Linked DNA regions of Arachis hypogaea: region 2 is linked to region 1. A link is a contact called in public Hi-C data. All regions are on one chromosome and are shown on one strand. The core of a region is the stretch at or near the end of the contact, and the rest is flanking DNA. Distances in the headings are between cores, read along the strand shown.

Region 1 (6,713 bases), core at 2,478-4,977:
CATAGGGCAATAGGTCTGAATTGGTTAATAGTATCAGGACTGTTCAGCTTTGGAATGAGTGCAATCAGGGTTATGTTGGCATGTTTGATGATATCTGGCTCCTTCCAACACATAGTGATAAAGTCGCAAACCTTTCCCTTCATTAAGTCCTCATTATTCTTTTATAACAGCGCTGGAAACCCATCACTTCCTGGGACTCTTAGCGATCTTATGCTAAAAAGCGCTTTCCTAATCTCCGCCTCATCTAGAATTTTGCTCAGATTCCTGCATTCAAAAAGGCTAAAGTTAGGCAGAGAAAATTGTAATAGATTAAAGGGAACAGTCATTACCTCATCTTGGTAGAAATCTTTAAAATGATTAATGACATGATTTCTTAGTTCTTCCTTTTCTTCAATCCATCTTCCGTTGTTGTCTTTAAGTTTTAGGATTCTGTTCTTTCCCCTTCTAATAATGGTTTTAGTATGGTAGAACTTAGTATTCCTATCTCCCTCCACAATCCATTTTTCTCTAGATTTTTGGAGCCAAAAGATTTTCTCTTTGTCTAAAATCCCGTTCAAATCCTTATTGAGTTTCTGTTCAAGTTCATCAAGATAAGGATTCTTTCCATAATCTGCACTTCTCTGAATCCCCGCAATCCGGTTTAAGATTCTTCTCTTTATTCTAAAAATATTTTCAAAGCAGTTCTTATTCCACTCAGTCAGATCGTTTCTCATATTATCAAGAGTGTTCAAGAGTGGATTATTGTTCACCCAACTATCTTCCAAGCATTGCCTGAAATCTGGGTGAGATGCCCACATAGCCTCAAATCTGAATGGTCTATCTCTCCTACTATTGAGGTCGTTGGCCATCTTAATAAGAAGAGGATGGTGATCCGAATTAGTTCTAGCAAGGATCTCAACTTTGGCTTCGCTAAATCTAGTTCTCCAAGATGAGTTAGATAGAGTTCTGTCGAGCCTCTTGAAAACTCTATCCAGTCCCTCCCACTTAGGTCCTCGCCAAGTGTATCTAGATCCCACGAAACCTAGATCAATAAGTCCACAACTATTAATCCAATTGACAAATAAATTACAGGTACTTCTGCCCGTTGCTGACCCTCCTTTTTTTTCAGTAGTGTCCTTTATTTCATTGAAGTCTCCTGCTATGAGCCAATCCCCTTCCATTGAGTTTGCAATATTCCTAAGCTTTATCCATACATTTCTCCTAATCTGACTATGAGGGCTGGCATAGACGGCCGTAAAATACTATTCTCTGACATTGGGCTCTTGAACTTTGACATGTATATATTGGTCATGGTTCTCTATGGCATTGATATAAAGGTCATCCCTATTCTAGCAGACTCATATGCTTCCCACAAATCCTTGTGCTTCTTCTACGATGTGATATTTGAAGCCAAGTTGTTGTATAACTGTAGTAGTAGTACTTCCACTGCATTTAGTCTCAAGCAGAACAATTAAGTCTGGCCTATGATGTCTATACATGTTCTTGAAAGTTTCTCCTGAAAGCATTACCTGCTGCTCCCCTGACATTTCAAATTAAGCAATTCATTAAACAAAAAAGGAAAATGAAAAAACCAACAACCAAAATAAACCATAAAAAAACTCAGCCAAGCAGAACCGAGAAAAAAGCTTAGTCCATATTCATATCAGTGTCATTTGTGGCACTGATTTGTGGTGTCGTGAAGTCTATTCCTTCCACAAGCTTCTGCACAGGGTCCATGCCTCCCTCTTCTGTCTCCATTTCACTTGGCATAAAGTCAGGTGGTCTGCCCTTGTTGTGTGGGTCTTGAATTGAGGATTCAATGCATTCCTCCATGATGGTAAGAGCTGTATTTTCTTCCACCATCCAATTTTTCTCATAGTGGCATTCTCCTTTTCATTTTTTGATTTGTTGAGGTTCTTCTATGGTTGTTGTATCTTTGGTGCTTTTTGTTAGGATCCTTGCTCTTGGTTCTGTTGGTGTTGGTATGCTTTGATTTTGGTTTGAATTTGTGTTGTCTGTCACCACCTCTTTTCCTTTTTTATTTGCTGTTATGGTTCTTGCTCCTTTAGATGAATCATTTTTTGCTCTTTCTTTGCCTCTACTTTTACCAATGGTCTCCTTTTCTTTGTTGTTGTTGCTGTCTTTTTCCTTTTGTTGCTCTAGTTCTTCATATGATGTTTCCTCTATTTGTAGAACAATGAATCTTGATCTGTTATTTGATTCTATTTCTTGTCCCCTTGCTTTACTCGTCTCTGCTTCATTTTGGTTAACACCATCCTTTAGGATCTTCTTTTCCCTTTTGGGCTTTTGGACCACCATCCATTCCCCAAACCTATCATGTGCATCTGTTGCAATTTGCTTCTCCTTTGCAGTATCCTCCTTTTTTTTTGCTTCCTTCTCCCTGGCGATTTTCTTGATTCATTTCTTCAGGCATTTCATTACTTACTCCCTTATTAGTATTGCTTTGAGCCCCATTTTCATTGGTTAATTCCTTTTTATTTGGACAATTTTTTTTATCATGGTCCACCTTCCCGCAGCTGAAACATATTTGATAGATGCCTTCATATTCCACTCTATATTCCCTCCCATTAATGAGATATCTTCCTAGAAGAGGCTTTGTCAAATCCACTTCTACACAGAGTCTAGCAAGTAGCAAATTTTTCCTGCACAATTTAGCTGTGTTGTTATCTACCTTTACCGTCCTTCTAACAAGGTTTTCAATTTGTCTTAAAATGCTTCTATCATATAGTTCAATCGGAAGTCTAGGTAGCCTTATCCATGCCGTCACTTTGTCAATTGTTGCTAGTTGGGGGTTAAAGTTAGGTTCCCATAATCTCACGGTAAGATAATGGTCATAGACCTTCCAAGGCCCTCTAGTAATGCATGGTCGAAGTCCTCACTTGCATACAGCTTAACAAGATATATAGTACTCTTCTCCCAAGTCAATCACTTCAATACCCCCTTTTTTACTCCACGTAGCTTCTAGTCTTCGTTTCATTGCAGCATACCCCACTTTCTTTCCTAGTAATTTTACTATGAGAGTATTCCACCAAATCTTCCATAATCTTCTTTCACTGACTTTATCAATGACAATATTGAAAAGCCCATTTTCAATTTTTTCTACTCTGACATCTGTGTTCTGATTGTATGCGTTTTCATTAGTTTCTTTGATCATTTCTTCATCTTCTGCATCCTTCTCTATTAGGTCTTCCTCCAGAAATTTCTTTCTTGGGCCCTCTCTTACTATTTGAGCGAAAGATCTCCCTTTCCATTGTGTTTCTTTTTGGCCATGTTGTTCATGCATCCACTCCTCATCTCTTGGCACAAGGATTTGGTCTCCCGTAAATCCTTCTGCTTTTGTTCTGATTTTTTTAACATTCTTCTGTAACAGGCCTTGCTCTTCCAGGACTGAGTGATCCTCTTGGACTGTTCCGCAGGGTCGTCGGTGGTATTTATGATTGCTGGTTGAAGTTGGAAGTTCACTTGTACGAAAAGAATAGGTGCAAACGGTCGAGAGCTATTATCATTATTATTTGTCCGGCTTCACATTATTCTGGTAAGTTATAATACAACAAATTAAAATCGTTCGCATTATTCCTATGGTCAATGAAAAAAAATATATTACGGGTCCACAAACAGACGAACGTTAATAAAAGAAAATAAACAAGATCCCTTTTTTCCAAAGTCCAAACTCATATTCAACCAGGCCCATAAGCAACAGTTATTCCTACCTCATAGTATTCACGTAACGGATATTCTATGGCCTCGTGCACAGTGCGGCTCACTAGTTGAGCCATTCCACGCCTATATCTGGCTAACTGTGATATTTTTGTTTCTCATTGACAACAATCATGAATCTCAATTATCACAGAAATTATGTGTCAAGCTGAATCTACATTTACGAAATATCTTTATTTTTCTATAGATTAATCTGTTTACCGTATAATTGACCATTACATGTACTGATATACACTTCTTATTGACCACGTTAGTTCTAACACAGAGAGGACAAATTCAATGTTCTCCTTATGTTTTTAGAATAAATAATTTTAAGATATATTATTTAAGTTTTTAAATTAAACAACTTTAAAATTTGATCCTTATTAATTCTCAAAAGAAATAATTCTAATATAAAACAAATATTAAACCAAGCATACCTATAATGGGATCTATTCACTCGATATCTAACTCGAGAAACTTAGAAATATAATCATTAATAATTATTACTCATATTCTCTTATATGTGCTCTATTTCAATAAAGTTTTTATGGCTTAGTTAAATCACCTGTTATTCTTGCTTTTTTTTGGGTCAAGAAATGACATACGTGTTATTCGATCAGTGGTCCATAACTCATTAGATTGGATTTATAAGTATTAAAAATGCCATCCATTTTGTAAAAAAAATATCTGTAACTGTTACTGATGTATCATCAAATACAACTAAAATGTAAGCCGTTTTTACTTATTCCCAGTAAAATATCAATACCAATTCCTGCAAGACAAATATAAAAGTTTATAAACTCAAATGTTATCAGTCCCAGTCTCAGCTGGAAGTTGAATTTGGTGTAGCTTGATTAAGAGGCAATATCATCAACACTTGGTCTAGGACTCCGCTGCTTATCAGTGTTTATAAACTCAAATGTAACTATGATATGTTGCTGATTGCTGGAAACTTTTTTTTTTTTGGACTTTATCAGTGTTAGAAACTTAAAAATATACTACTTCCATTTACATCTTGGTCTTTACCCAACACATTAAAATAAACCCAGCTAACACAATTAGATTTATAAAACTGATTTTTGTTTCTTAACACAAAAACCAGACTGTCATCTGACATGATCCAAGTCTAACCCAGTTTTATTTAAGATTGAAAGGTCCAATCTCCAAAAACAAAACTTTATAGTGGCCCAAATATGGTTTTGTCTGGAAATTTTTTGTTTATTATTATTATTATTATTATTATTTTGGTATTGTCTAGAAGTATTTGATTTTCCATTTCAACATTTTTGGAGCTATTATAGTTTTATTTTCAAAAATCAATATTAATTGATGTCGTAAAAACAGAGGCAGAGCGTATGTTTGCAGCTTTAGAAAGCCACGCTCAAACTTATGATCTATTAATATCAATCAATAGCATTATGGTAATAATATATATGCTTATTCAGGAAACATTTTTTTTAAAATATACATATAATGGCTGCGTCTCTGGTGCCCGTGGCTATGGTGGCTAACGGTGACTATGAGTTGACTCTTCAATCAGATGGTGACAAATGGAGTGTTCTTTAGTGTGGTTAAGTTCTCTACGAAAACATTCGACAAGGACAAGGACCGCAACAGAGGACCGAGGACTTCAATGGTAACAGCAGCGACATAGCACACACAGGAATGAATTGAACCACGTCGGCGGGAGGGAGTCAAGTCACCATGGATGCACCACCAATGGTCTGCTCCCGCATGAAGATCCGTTAAGAGGGAGCTAGAGATCAAAATGTGTTATAGTATTGGAGGGGTTACCGTTTGGATTCCGGGTCGGGGTGTTCAGGTTACGATTGGTTTCTAGTCTGGGTCGGGTTTGGCCAAGGCCTTGTCCAGAAAAAAAAACAAAAGAAGTGTTGCGGGTAACTATGGTTGAACGGTTGAGGTTGAGGGTGTAACAGTGAGAAAATGAAGGGAAAAAAATCCCTTTTTGTTTACGTGTAAAGAAATAATTGTAGCAACTAGCATAGGCATCATAGCCACAGCAAATTTGTGGCCACCACATATCGCACCATAATATATATATAGTATAACTATAATATAATGAAAACAAGACCAGTGCTTAATATCATTCAGATGCAGGTGCATAATGCTTAATATCTATCCGTGTAACTTAAAATGGTAAAGAGCTGAATTTCCATCAAGTGCTTTGTCATAAAAGTATGCTCTGTAATCCTGCAATAATGTTTCCCCATAAAGAGAGAAGGATTATGGGAGCATAGATTATTGTTGATGGAGACTGTAGAGTGATCATGAGTGATGAACATTGCTATTTCTAACAAGTATACTACTCTGGACCACATACATTAATCTCTAAGTAGCCTTAGAAATGTGAATATGATATGTTGATACAGCAAGTGTTTGAGCCCTATATTATGTTCTCTAAAACCATATTTTGTGATATCATATTTTATCTTTGCAACAAAAAATGATAAAGAGCAGAATTGCCACCAAGTCCCTTGTTATAGTAATAAGCATTAAAATCTTGTAATGATGTATCCCTATAGAGAGGGGGGTTATCTTGTGAAAGTAACTCCTTGATGGAACCATATATTCTTTGTGATGGGTAGTTATCAAGAGTGAAGAAGCATGCAAGATGCAACTGATACTCTAGGTCCTCTATGGTTTGCCACAACACGATGCTCCACGCTTTTGAAATTTTCATTAGATATCAACTGCAAATGGTACCATAAATTAAGATTATTACAGGATATATGATTTTGCTCTAGTTACATTATAAATTATGCGTCTATTGGAAAGGATTCACATGCCATAAACGGTAGTCCAGTGCATAAACATCCTGTCAAAAAGGTGTAATGTAGGCGGCTTAACTTAATAACAGTATCGATGGCTGATTCCACGAAAGATTCACGCGTCATATAGAGAACAAACAATTGAGATTTAAAATGATCAAATATAGGGTTGAAATGAAATATCATGTCTCTATAAAAACTGAAAGATTTTAATAGATTAGAAAA
Region 2 (6,713 bases), core at 1,611-4,110, 45 kb after region 1:
CTGTGGCAACTCGTGGAACTCACGCACCGCCGTCAGCGTTTCTTCCAGCACCTTCAATGGCACCCCATGATTCACCACTTGGAACAGCCCACCGTGTCCGCCGCCTCTCGGACTGCAGCAACCATTTTGGAATGGTCTCCGGAGACACCCTTGAGGTCGATGACTGGAATCGTGAACTGGGACGGAGTCTGGTTGTCGGCGGCGAGTTCTTCCGGAGGGCGGATGAAGATTTGTGGGAGTTTGGTGATGCCGGAGTCAACGAGGCCCTTGACGCCAGCTTTGGATTCATCGAAGGACTTCAGTTGCTGGAGACGATTGTAAGATGTTGAAACTCCGCCGGTGTCGGCGACAGACATTGTTGGAGAGTGCAAAATGCTTCTAATCTTAAAAAGATTTTATTTTTTGACAAAATAGCTTTTGAGAAGAGATGATATTTTGGACTTCTAAAATAATTTCAATCTCATAAAATTAACCATTTTTTTGTTCATGTAAAAAAGAAAATCATTAAATTTAAAAGATATTATAAATGTCTCATTTTATCAAGCATCCTACAAAAATATGCATTAAAATTTGATCTTTAGGATTTTTTTTTCCCAAACACATCTTCCTATATATATTTTGTAAAATTAATATAATATTTTGAAGACCAAAATATTTTTTATTTTAAAATTTATTTTGTCAAAATTAAATTGACTTAAATGATAGTTTATTCCTCCAAAGTCAAAACCCTTTGACTTCTTATCGCAATGGTAATGAAGATATTATTTAATTTCACTCTAATTATGCCCCCTCTATTTCTTAGTGATATAATACGTACTTTTCTTCAGTTACTTCATATCCTTCTTAAAATGAGCGTTTATTATTGATATCCTTGTTAAATTCATCATTTTCTCAAACATAAAAAAAAAAAGAAAAGAAGAAATTACACAAAATAGTGAATAGTCATTATTCTAGTGGTAGTAAAATTTCATAATTTTAGTCCCGACAACTCATCTTTCAACTACAAAATATGACCCAAATTCTCCGTTGTATGTCAAAGTTTAACATACATAATTTTATTTATGTCCCAAGTTAGGAGCTATTTATGAGTATGAAGTATTAATCTAAGTCGAATTCCATGCCATAATTAACCCATTAACTTAAAATGGGAAAGAGCTGAAATGCCATGGTCACGCAGGCCCTTGCTATCATAGTAAGCGATGAAGTCTTTGAGTGATGTATCCCTATACACTGGAGGGTTATCCTCAGACAAGAGTTCCTTGATGGGGCCATACATTCTTCTTGTTTGGTGAAGATGAAGAGTGAAAAAGCATGCCACTGATACTCTTGGGCCTACATGATTTGCAAGTACACGGTGCTCCACACTCTTGAATTTGTCGTTGGACATTAGCTGTAGTATGATCATATTATAGCACTAGTCTAATCATGCATTTTCAACTCAATTTAAAAGAATTGGACTTACTTGTAGCAAATCTCCAATGTTGACTACTATAGCTCCATGAAGAGGAGGCACATCAATCCAACCATTTTGGGTAAAAACTTGGAGGCCACCAATGTGATCTTGAAGCAGAAGAGTTAGAAAATCGGGATCAGAGTGTCTGGTAGTTACCATGGTGAGTTCTGGCTCAGGACATGGTGGATAATAATGGTACAAAATTGAGTGCCCTTTTGCACAATCCAAGCTTGCAAGATGCTCAGGATTAAGTCCAAGTGCCTCTGATAGCAATTCAAATAACACCTTCCCCAAATCCTTCACTTGCCTTGAATATTCCATTGTCACTTCCCTGCAAATTAAACTAGGTAGTTATGTACTCTGAATTAAGATTGATGTTACCTAACTAATTTTTTTAACCAACATCAGCTAACGTTTTTAAATTATTTTATTTATAAATTTTAAATTATAAATTTAAATACTAAATTTCTTAAGGTTAACTAATTAAAAGTTAGTTTATAACTAATTTGGATTGTTCAGATAGTCAAATTACTCATTTACTTAAACTAAGTGTTGAGAATTTGAAATCTTGTCTTGAATATGCAATAATTTATTGTCCAACAAAAATTTATAAATAGAGTTCAAATTCGCAAAGAATTAGTACTTATCCTCTTAGGCGAGGAGATAGCATGGGAAACAAAAAACTAGTTAGTTTACCAACTTTTGGTGAATTAGTTACTAATTAAATCCATAGGATACAAGATTAATCAGTGATTACCTACCTGCATGCGGTAGGCAGTTCTTGAGGATCAAGGGGTTCAGGGCCCATAACACAGAACAGTGTGTCTCTCCAATTAGCATATTTTGATTGATACAAATCAAAGTTGCTAACATACTTCACTTTCTTCATCATCTCCCTTGTGTAGTACTCTCCTTTCACCTCCTGTGCCAGCTCGTGAAACTCACGCGCCGCCGTCAGCGTCTCTTCCAGAAGCTTCACGGGGATCCCGTGATTCACCACCTGGAAAAACCCCACCGTCTCCGCCGCATGTCTTACGCCCACCACTAATCCGGCTCGGTCTCCGGAGATATCCTTGAGGTCGATGACTGGAATACTGAACTGGGTAGGTGTCGGTTCTCCCGGAGATGGGTCGCCGGCGGTAAGCTCTTCCGGGGGGCGAATGAAGATTTGTGGGAGTTTGGTGATGCCGGAGTCAACGAGGCCTTTGACTCCGGCTCTGGATTCATCAAAAGCCTTCAATTGTCTCAAGCGGTCGTTGATTGCGGGATTTCCGGCCCCGGCGACAATCATTGTGGTTGTGAGTTGTGACAGCGATGAGTGTTACAAGATTGACCTTTACCTCTCTTAGTCTCGCATCAACTAATAAATTTTTTTCATATTGCCATATCGCACGTGCTAATGCTCTGCAACGTTGTTATTAGTCTCACGTGATGTAAGCTGTTGCCATGTGCAACCTCCATTACTAAGGTAGCGTTTGTTTTGAGGTATTGAGATAGAGATTGAGAGATTGACTGAGACTCAGTAGTCAGTATCGTGTTTGTTAGTTCAGAGACTGGTACTAAAATTTTTGTCTCTGTCTCTAAAATTTCAGTATTTTAGTACTTTCAAAAAATAGGGACACAGGGACTGAAATTTTTAGAGATGGAAACTGAAACTTTAATAACATTTTATACCTAAAATACTTTCATTTCAATTAATTAATTTCAATTTTACCCTTTGTGCAAATTAAATTAGAGTTTCATTCTTGTTTCAATTCCTGTCTCTCATTTTACACAAAACAGAATACTGAGATTTATTTCAATCCCTGTCTCTTAGTCTCTGTCTCTCAGTCTCAGTCTTTCTGTCTCTGTCTCTCTACCAAACGCTACCTAAATGTCTGAAAAATAATCTATTTATATCTATTTAAAGGTTAAGCAGTCCAATCTACAGTATTTCCTCCAAAACTAAATTTTCTCTAGACCGACACGTTGCAGGCAAAAAACAGGATTCCCTCCACGGTATCGAAGCGGAATTTTCCTGCACAAATTCATTTTGAAAATCAAATTACTCTCTTCCGTTTCACTTTTAAAAGTTTTAATGACTGAAAATTAAAAAGTAACAACAAAAAAAAACTTAATTCATACCCTTCTCTCACCACCCCTACCAACCTTCACATTCTCTGATTCTTCTCTTTTTTCTTATTTTTCTCTTCATGTCACCAACTGAAAATTGTGTTTTAAGTCACCAAGATTGTCTGGACAGTTCCATTTATCAAAATAGAGCTAGAAGTTACAAATATCTTTGTCTATGGCAGCAAAAAAAAGCCATGTGTCAAAGGAAAAAGAACTTAGTAAACCCAGATGAAGAAGAAGGTTTAGCAACAAAGACTATGAGCACAAGGTGAAGAGAACAGCAGATGATATTCCAATAACCAGTAGGATTGAGATTGTAGTTGAAGATTTGAAGTTTATCTTAAATGTCAGACTAAATAGGAAGGGAGATTTCGGAAGTCCGGAGAAGTCGTGGCGACCCAGAGATGGAGGAAGCACGATGGGGAAAAACAAGGATATTCAAAAATGTGCCACCGCAGCAATAAATAGAGATTGGAGAAGTGGTTATCGGAAGAGTTGAATGGCGTTGGAATCTGCTGCACGTCACGCGCTTGAAAGCATGAAAAGATTCTTGCATACTTCTTCTTCTTCCTCCAAATACATACTGTTTCTACTTTTAGTTATTTATTCCAAAGTGGGATTAACACTATTGGGCTTCAGGTTTCAATATTTGAGTTCTTTTCTTTTACTGTCTTTTTCAAGTATTCATTTTTTTGGTTTTGTTTTTGTTTTGCAGTTTAGGGTCTCAGACATCTTCAAATGAGTTACAACTTAAAATGTTGTCGGAAATGGTTCTATAATTCACGGGTAAGCATAGGATTCTTGCAGAATGTAACACCCTAATACTTTTAAACTGAGTTAAGCTTTATTTGGATTATATTTAGTAGCTGATATTCAAAGACCTTGCGAAATTTTTCTTTTAAAATAAATGTGAAATATTTATATAAAATAATTTATAGATAAAAATATTTGAATAATTAGTTTTTATTAGAATAGTTACTAGTTGAAAAATATAAGTGGATTTGAAAATACTAACATGAAAAATCGGTGTGCTAAACCATGAAGGCACAACAATGACAAGCTTTACTCATACCAAATAAAAAAGGAAACATAATAGTTACAATTGCAATCAGTCAATAAGGATAAAACAAGACACATAGGAAATCCTAATTCTCTTAATTTGTTTAACTATGGCCAAAACAATCGCATATTCTTCCTTCTTAAGGTAAACGTTTAATGTTTTGTATTTACGTCATCGATAGCTTGCTCCTACTAGTGCACTTGTCTTTTCACCTCAACTGTATTACTTCGTACTGCATCGTTCCTGAAGATGGTACGGAGAGAGGGGTGAGAAACAAAAGTTTCTCAATAGTTTATCTATATGGTGTCATCGTATCCATCCTCAGCCACTCTGAGTTTTAAAATAAAAATAGTGATGATGCAATGTTGTTCAATTATTATTTTCAAAAGTCTTGATTAGTCGGAGTGGTGTGTCTTTTAAATGCTTCTCATTTACTTATGTTATGACATGTGTAATGCATACAAAATGCCTATAGCGTTAAAACATATAAAGGTAATTCATAAACATTGGTATGATGTTCTCATAGGTCATAAAGCAAGACGAAATAAATAATAAATAAGAGAAGAATAGTAACATTACCATAGATAAGTCAAACAGAATAAATCTGAATAAAATAAAGATCTTAACCAATATCATACATCATACAAAAGAAACTTTGGAAAAAAGAAGGATCTTTGAATGCAATAATAAACATAATCATAAAAAAGATAAAAAAAAGAATAATCATGATCACACTTTTCATTGCACTTTTCATTACTTTCTCTCGTAGCTTTTATGGAAGGTATTAAGGTATTGACGGCTTCAGAACAGCGATGGCAGTGGGTGACCCAACGGCGGCAGAAGGTTCCAACTCCAACCGCGATGCCTTTCCTCTCCTCCGCATGCGACAGATTCGACCTCCCTCTCGCACGCGTCCTTCTCTCGAGTCTTGACAGAACAGCGGCGTCACAGTCGCCTCTTTCCTCCCTCGCGTCGAGCTCCTCTTCCCGGCGAACCTCCATTGATGGCGACGACGGAAACTGGGCAGCTCCTCCAGCTCGACGCGACCTTCCCTCTCATCTGCCCGATCTCTCTCTCCTCTTTTGGTGTGCGACGATGGCACGGAAAACGATGACGACGATGGGCTCTGCGGCGGCAACACGGCGGTGAACGATAGTGACTCTTCCGGCGTGCTCTTCCCCTCTCCTTTCTCTGCTCTTTCTTCTCCCTGTTTCTCTCACTCCCCGATCTCCATTTCCCTTTTCTTCAAATCTGTGTGTGAGCGGTGGTGTGTGGGTGCCGTTGGAGAGGGTAAGGGAGATGAGGGTGTGTGCGGATGATAGTGAGAGGTGAGTGAGTGTTGTGGTGTGTATCTGGGGAGCGGGTGTGGCGATGGCTAGTGAATATTAGGGTTAGGGTTGTTTTGGCAGGATTTAGGGTTTTAATTTGAAAATTAGAGTTTTAGGTATGAAATTTGGGATTTTGGGTTAATGTGAAATTTAATTAAATTTTTAAAATTATTTTAAAATTTTATTTATTGTGTCAAAATATTAATTGATTTAAAATTAAGAGTAAAACCCCTCCCCGGTCCCTAACTATTTACGAAATTGACCTGGCGCCCCCTTACCATTGGAAATTAACAACGCGGTCCTTAACCATTCTCTCCGTGTGACCAAAAGGACCCTCTTACCGGTACTTCCGGTTATTTTTTACCTGAAAACCGGCAAGAGGGTCCTTCCGGTCACACGAGAGAATGGATAAGGACCGTGTTATTATTTTCTAATAGTCAGAGGACACCAGGTCCTTTTCTAGATGGTTAGGGACTAAATATTTTAATAGTTGGATTACACGTAGAGACTAAATATTCTTTTTAGATTTATAGAAGTGATATTTGTTTCATTCAAATGTTCGTGATATGACGAATTAATTTTAATTTAATTTTACTTATTTTAATTTTGTTTATTTAGTTATTAATTAGAATTTTATGTCAGAGGATTTAGAGTTTTCTTTATTTAACCTAAAGTTGAGTGAGTTTCTTCGATTTAATTTCTAAACCAGTGAACAAATTAGATTGAGGTATTTCTTTCTTGTTGCATCAAGAAATTGAAT

Evidence for each region. Hi-C and Micro-C count contacts between places; a contact is called where the count stands out from the background.
Region 2: a Hi-C map of an unstated tissue shows a contact between it and region 1, with 2.1 times the contacts expected there. The contact joins the promoter of LOC112751742 here to the enhancer-like site in region 1. A contact is called at or near these places in 2 of 8 Hi-C or Micro-C datasets (leaf and an unstated tissue).

What each region holds. Positions count from the first base shown.
Region 1 is chr15:157,472,979-157,479,691 of arahy.Tifrunner.gnm2.J5K5, forward strand. LOC112751737 (a long non-coding RNA gene) reads left to right here. Exons shown (of 4, transcript XR_003176485.3): 3 at 3,371-3,535; 4 at 5,145-5,810. It also overlaps the pseudogene LOC112751736. Among protein-coding and RNA genes, the nearest start is that of LOC112751737, 5.9 kb to the left of the region's middle. Within about 2 kb of position 3,728, at least 3 of the 3 cell types and tissues checked have open chromatin away from gene starts, as enhancers often do.
Region 2 is chr15:157,518,445-157,525,157 of arahy.Tifrunner.gnm2.J5K5, forward strand. LOC112751742 (1-aminocyclopropane-1-carboxylate oxidase homolog 1) reads right to left here and starts at 2,861. Exons shown (of 3, transcript XM_025800970.3): 1 at 2,215-2,861; 2 at 1,463-1,784; 3 at 923-1,390. The coding sequence starts at 2,744. The coding sequence ends at 1,127. It also overlaps the pseudogene LOC112751740.